Regions from separate parts of the Canis lupus genome. Here region 2 is linked to region 1. Evidence: chromatin contacts called from public Hi-C data. All regions are on one chromosome and are shown on one strand. Each heading gives the region's core, a stretch centred on a gene start, on an enhancer-like site or on the middle of the called end of the contact. The rest is flanking DNA. Distances are from core to core; before and after follow the strand shown.

What was found. A called contact is a pair of places that touch in the nucleus more often than the background predicts.
Region 2: a Hi-C map of blood shows a contact between it and region 1, with 5 times the contacts expected there. The contact joins two enhancer-like sites. A contact is called at or near these places in 5 of 9 Hi-C or Micro-C datasets (amygdala, blood, liver and 1 more).

Annotation. Positions count from the first base shown.
Region 1 is chr21:23,316,571-23,320,023 of UU_Cfam_GSD_1.0, reverse strand. No RefSeq gene overlaps it. Among named protein-coding and RNA genes, the nearest start is that of RPS3, 16 kb to the right of the region's middle. Within about 2 kb of position 2,178, at least 4 of the 20 cell types and tissues checked have an H3K27ac peak or open chromatin away from gene starts, as enhancers often do.
Region 2 is chr21:23,397,216-23,400,855 of UU_Cfam_GSD_1.0, reverse strand. It overlaps ARRB1 (beta-arrestin-1), which reads right to left. Exons shown (of 16, transcript XM_038568610.1): 6 at 2,701-2,760; 7 at 1,810-1,877. Among named protein-coding and RNA genes, the nearest start is that of TPBGL, 32 kb to the left of the region's middle. Within about 2 kb of position 1,360, at least 3 of the 20 cell types and tissues checked have an H3K27ac peak or open chromatin away from gene starts, as enhancers often do.

The DNA.
Region 1 (3,453 bases), core at 929-3,428:
TCTCATTGTTTTATTTTGCACTTCCCTTATTACAGCTATTTTTTTCAGTTTTATTGAGATATAATTGACATATGACACTGTGTAAGTTTAAGGTGTACAGTGTAAAAAAAAAATATAAGGTGTACAGTGTAATGATTTGATACACAAATGTATCATTTTACCACTATAAGGTTAGTTAACACATCCATCACCTCATATATTTACCCTGTGTGTGTGTGTGTGTGTGTGTGTGTGTGGTGAGAATTTTTAAGATTTATGCTTAGCAATTTGCAAGTGTACAATATAATATTGTTAACTGCAGTCACTGTGCTGAACTTACTCATCTTATTACTGGAAGTCTGAGTATTTGGCCACCTTCATCCATTTCCCCCACCCCTCAGCTTCTGACTACAAGCAATCTACTCTCTGCTTCTGTGAGTTTGGAGTTTTTTCTTTCTTTTCTCTTTTTTTTAAAGATTGTACATACAAGTAAGATCACACATTAGGGATGCTTGGCTGTCTCAGTGAGAAAGCATGTGATTCTTGGTCTTGGGTTAGTGAGTTCGAGCCAGGCACCCACACTGGGTGTAGACATTACTTAAAAATAAAAGAATTTAAAAAAATCACACAGGGTTTTTTTTTTTTCCTCTGATCTCTTTCACTTAGCATAATACCTGTGAGGTCCATCCATATTGCAAATGCCAACATTTCCTTCCTTCAGTTGAATTATATAATACATACCACATTTCTTTATCCATCCATTCATCAACCGCTACTTGGATTGCTTCCATGTCTTGGCTATTATAAATAATGCTGCAATAAACATGGGTATGAGGATATCTCTTTGAGATAGTGATTTCACTTCCTTTGGATTTCCAGAAGCGGTTCCCTTTTCTCCACATCCTCGCCAAAACACTTTTCTTGTCTTTTTGATAATAGCCATTCTAACAGGTGTGAGGTGCTGCTTTTATCTCATTGTGGTTTTGATTTGCATTTCTCTGATGATGTGTGCTGCTGGGCATCTTTTCATGTATCTGTTGGCCATTTGTTTATCATCTTTGAAAAAAATGTTACAACTGAGAATGAATATCTTCAGGTGTTCATTTCTATTTTTAAGTTAATGAAAAATTTAATCGATATGCGTGCACATTTTATAACATTGAAAAAATGTGGTCAGTGGAGAGCCAGCCTCCTTTGCATGTCTGAAGCCCTGCTTTGCAGTCTCCCATCTGGAGACCATATCCAGAAGCAGTGTCTGGGATTTCCTTTCAGAGATATCCATTCAGTGCACATGTAAGTGCTCACATATATAACCTTCTCTTTAGTTTCTACACAAATCATAACATTTTCCACACAGTTCTGCACTTGGGTCTTTTCTTTTTTAGTATGGAAAGTGGTTCATTCCCCTATATGTAGAGCCTTTTCATTCTTGTTTATGATTTCATAGTATCCCATCTGATGGATATATTACAATTCATTTAAACAGTTCCCTTGTGTTGGGGCACTGGGTGGATCAGTCCTTTAGGCATATGCTTTCAGCTCAGGTCATGACCTTGGGATCCTGGGACACTGGGATGCAGTCCCATCACCATCCTGCTGGGCTCCCTGTTCAGCGGGGAGCCTGCTTCTATCTCTCCTCTGCCCCTCCCTCCACTCATGCTCATGTTCTCTCTCTCTCAAATAAATAAATAAAATCTTTAAACAGTTCACTAGTGTTGGACACTTTTGGGGCTTCCGATCTTTTGCTACAATGCATGATCTTGTGCCTATACAGTTTTTTACTTAGAGGAATATATTTGTAGGTAATTTGCCAGAAGTAGAACAGCTAGGTCAAAGGGCAGGTGTACGGAAAGCATTTAAGTTTGTAACCAAACTGGATTCCGTATCAATTTGCTGATTATGTCATTTCATGATTGTAAAGAAACTCATTTATTTTTTAATTCACAGGAAAAATATAGCATAATCATTGTCACTGATGATAAGAAACCATGATTTATAAAACATCTACTATGTTTCAGGCACTTTACACATAGTGCCAAAAGCATTCATGACACGTATGAGGAATAGTGAAGTAACCCTTCTCTTCAAGGTATCCATGAAGTAAGTGGCAGAGCCAGATATCAAACCTTGGCCCATCTGGCTCCCTCCCCTGGGCCTGGGCCTTGTCACCAGGCTGGAGGCTGACACCCTGGAATGAGGAACTATGTCCTAGCATGGCTCACAGTGATGTCACGTGACAGGTGTCCAGCTGGAGGCCTGAACCCAGTGCCTGGGAACATAGCCCAGGGAGCACGGGACAGGTCATGGGTGGGGGTGGAAGTGGTGCTGAAGTGGCTGAAAAGACTTCACAGAGGTGAGAGCTTTTAAGATGAGGACTAAGGGTTGAAGGAATAAATTTTGCTGGTGAAAAGTAGAAAGGATGGCCCACGCTCAAACTCTGGAGCCAGACTGTCTGGATTTAAATCTTCTGCTACTTCTTAGCTTTGTGACCCGTCTTTTCATGTGCAAAATAGACTCTAATTCATAAAGTCATTATGAAAATTAAATGTCTTAAAGCATGTCAAAAAGAAAAAAAGAAAAATACCTGAAACTTTGCAAGCATTCAAAAGCATTAGCCATGTATTAGCAAATAACTAAATCATGTTTAAAGGGATTTTAATTGGCTGGGTCCCACTGGTATTGATGGGATTCATTTAGCTGAAGGTGGCAGGAGGTTATGTCATATGAGCCTGATTGAGGAACCACACATAAGGGTTTGATCAGTGCAGTGTCAGGCCCATCTGGCAGCACAGCAGCTGAGAGAGTTCCCAGAAGTTTACATATTTTGCCAAAAAATAATTGTTTAAAAGTGTTGAAATGCTGTCATGCAAATGTCACTTTTTTCAGAGTTAACATTGATTTAGCTCTTATGTGCCAGGCACTATTATAAGTCTATCATGGAATCCTCACAACAAGCCTATCAGGTAAGTACTATTTTGAGGAAACTCCAACTGAGCTTTAAGCCATTTGCCTGCCCAAGGCCATCACATCTGATATCTGCACCAGGCTCCATGAGACCAGAGTCTGTTCTCCTCTCTGAGGATCTCCCTCTCTCAATGGGCAACTGGATCTAGAATCAAGTTGTTGTCTTCTCAATCACTGTGCTCTTTTGAACCCTTATACCTCCTCAAGCCTGAACAGCTCTGGTCTCAGACTGGAGGGGAGCCATGGAGGGTTCCTAACCTGGGACATGACACATTGACTTACATTTTAGGAAGTAGCAAGAAATGCCCTGACAGGTGAGGAGAGAGACCACAGTGCCCTGGGGGAAATAATTGTGGCAGGTGTGTGGGGGGAGGGTGTGGGAGGGGCTGTAGGTCAAGGCTGTAGGCAGAGCCAGGAAAGGTCCTTGGACTGGCCTCTCTGGGACCGCTAGAATCCTCATAAGACACTTATCCTGCTAGAGGATCGAAATTAAATGCCTATAGTCACAAG
Region 2 (3,640 bases), core at 111-2,610, 82 kb before region 1:
ACCTTCCTGGATCAGCTCACTTGATCTTGTCCCGGTCTTAACTCCCACACCAGCGGAGCTGAACCACCCCATGGCAGTCCCTCATGTGGATCTGTGCCTTGGCAGCCAGCAGGATGGCGAGAAAGGAACTATGTTTCACTTCCCACATCCCTTACTTTACTTAATAGTGTAAGCTCCTTAAGGAGCAAAATTTTTATCTCAATTGTTCACTGCTGTGTTTTCAACATCTATGACAGTGCCTGCCATATAACAAATGCCTTCCAAATATCTATTAAATCAAAATCTGCAGAGGGACCCCATGAAAAGGTGGGGGCTCAGAGAGGTGACGGGGTTCAGTGAGGGGGTGTGGATTCAATCAGGGGGATGTAGGCCAGTGACAAGGATGGGGACCCAGTGAATAGATGGAGGCCCAGAGATGAGATGGGACTCAGTGAAAGGGACAGGGGCTTAGGGAAGAAACGAGGATACAAGGATTGGGAGGGGATGGGATCTGGTGAGGCAGTGCCTGCGATGTGCTGGGTGTGCCAGCATCCCCATTTCTCACCTGCACCCCCTAGAACTGGACAGCCAGGCTGAAGGTCTGAGCTTGCCCCTTACTAACTATATGCCCTTGAGAAAATTCACCCCTGGATCTCAGTTTCCTCATCTGTAAAATGGCAACAGTAGCAACACCTACCTCCCAGGGTTGCTGAGAGGATTAAATTAGTTCCTACATGTTCACCACCCTGAATAGTGTCTGGTCCTTAATAGGCCCTTCATAAACGATAGCTGCTATATCATTATCAGTAGTATCTCTGATGTGGACTTAAAATGTCACACTGGCATAGGGTGAAGGCAGTGGCCCTCAGTGTCGTTCCTCTTCCTTGCTCCGGTCAGGCCCCCTTCAAAAACCCACGAACCCCTATCTTTCCCCTGGTCTCAGGTCTGAAGAAGAAAAGGAAGACAGAGAAGCCAGGGAGAAGGGTCCCATCTCCCCACACCTTGGAGTTGCCTGGGCTGGAGATGGAGATGCTCAATACGCTCTTCAGCCGCCAGGTGGCAAACTCAGCCCACTCCCTAAGAAGCCGCAGTGCCCTCCCTCAGCCACCCTCAGCCAGGCTCGGTAGGAATGCGGGCGGCTGCCTGGGGAGGCAGGGTGCATCAGAGTGGGGGGCTGAGGCCAGCCTCGCCTCCTCGCCAGAAGACAGGGCAGGGCCTGCCTTGAGGAGGAACAGGCACGAGAGCAGGGCTGGGCAGTCTATCTCAGAAGTCAGGTCCAGCTGTTTCCAGCTGCCAGTCTGGACTGTCTGCCCAGGGCTGTGCCTCTCTAGAGAACACTACCTCTTCTGACACGTGGGCTGACCCATCCCACACCCCACTGCCGCCCCCACTACCACCTGCTGCTGATGGCTTCCCAGGAGAAGTAGGAAGTAGGGGTTCAGGGTGGCTGGAAAAAACTCTTGCTCACTCTTTAAAATGATCCAAATTTTGTGTTTCTTTCCAAAATAAAATAAAAACATGCAGTCTCATGGGGCAAGACTTGAAGCAGGGTGATGGAGGAGGCAGGTTCAGCATTGTAAAGGGAGAAATCCTGAGGCCTGAGGCCTGAGCCCTAAGCCCCAGACAGTTGAGCCACTTTCTCCAGGAACCCCTCCAGGACTTGCCAGCCTTCCAGAGGGCCCTTCTTGGAGTTTCTGGGGCTGGAATATGCGGCCCCTCCTCACACACTTCCAGGTATTGTTACTTATCTCTTCTCTGACTTTGCTGGTCTTGTCTCTCTCCCTCTGCCAGTAGGCAGCCCACACCCAGCGGAAGCTGTGCCCTTCTCACCGCTTGTGGATCTTTTCCTCCAGGTTCTCGGCACAGAAGGCTTTGACCTCGTAGTCCACACCACAGGCCTGAGGAGAAGGGGCTGCTGACCACAGGGTCCCGACAGCACAGCCATCCCACCCTCTTATTTTACAAACCAGGACCCTGGAGGGGAATAGCAAACTTCACAGGCCAACCGCCCCTCAGCCTGATTCAGGACCCTGTGATCGGCCTCAGCCCCAGTGCTGTGCTGCACCCCAACCCCACCTGGCCTTCCCACAGAGCTCCCCTAGCTCCCCCAACACTGGGTGTCCCAAACTGCCCTAACTGGGCTCCACCCTGCAGACACCTGCCTGGTCTGGGCAGCTGTCCTCATTAAGGCAGCCACTCGGCAATAACAATGGGGGTGCTCAGCAGTCCTAGGAGGGGAGCACAGACTATGTGCAGACCCAACAGTGCTCTGGTGGCTCACTCCACCCTCTAAACTGCAGGAGGAGGCATAGCCTCTCATCTCCATTTTGCAGGTGAAGACAAGGGGGCTCAGAGATCTGGGGCCTGTGACACTAGTAGTGTCACTTCTCTTGGAGCCTCCATTTCTCCACTTGTGAGACCACAGTGAATGGACCCCCATGCAAGGTTGTGAGGCCAAGAGGTAGTCCAGAGAACATTTTGGTTCTGCTGCAGCCAACAGTAAGCCCAGGAGAGACTGCATGTAATGGAATGCGGGGGTGAGGATGACACCCTATCTGCCTGCTGCCCTGTATGAAAAGAGCCGGCTTATCTGAGGCAGTGTTGAAGTGGCTTCCACACAGGGAGGCTTCCACACAGAGTTCCGATGCCTCTCAGAAAGCCAGGGCCCTGGGGATACAAATGTCCTTTACCCGGAGAGAGGCTTCCAGAGACGTGACCCACCTTCCCCGTGTCTTCAGGCCCTGGCTGCAATGTCACAGAGCACGGGAGGTTTGGAGGGATCTGTTAAGAGGACAGACAGGTCTCCTGTCACATTGACCATTGAGCTCCTCATGTTGCCCACCCACCACCCCCACACACATTTATCAGACCAGGGGGCCCTAGCAACAGGCCATGTCTCCCCCATCAGACCATGCCAAGGATGCCCCACACTGGGCCAGAAGCCCTCCAGTAAAGCCAAGGATTTCAGTGCTTTTCTTTATCTAAAGGATTTTGCCTAGGGGCATCTGGGTGGCTCAGTGGTTGACTGTCTGCCTTCGGCTAAGGTTGGGATTCTGGGGTCTGGGGATCGAGTCCCGCATTGGGCTCCCTGCATGGAGCCTGCTTCTCCCTCTGCTGTGTCTCTGCCTCTGTGTGTCTGTCATGAATAAATAAAATCTTAAAAAAAAAATTAAAATAAAGTGTTCTGCCTAGATTGTAGTAGGCAGAACAAGCCCCCCCACCCCCTCAAAGGTGCCCACCTTCTAATCCCCAGAACCTTCAACTGCTACCTTACTTGGCAAAGGGGATTTTACAGGTGTGATTAAGTTAAAACTCTTGAGATGGGGAGAGTAGCCCGAGTTATCCAGGTGTGCCCGATGTAATCACAATGGACCTTAGCAGGGAAAGCAGGAAACAGAAGAGTCGGTGTCAAAGTGGTGGGCTGCAAGAAAGACTGACCAGCCATTGCTGGCTTTGAAGACAGAGGGGTAGGCTTCAAGCTAGGGAACACAAGCAGTTTCTAGAAGCTGGAAAAGGCAAGGCCTAGAGCCTCCAGAAAGAATACAGCCCTGCTGACACTTTGATTTTAGCCCAGTGCAACCTGTTTTTTTGTTTGTTTGTTTGTTTGTTTGTTTGTTTGTTTTGACTTGTAACCTCCAAAACTGTAAGGTCAGAAACTTGT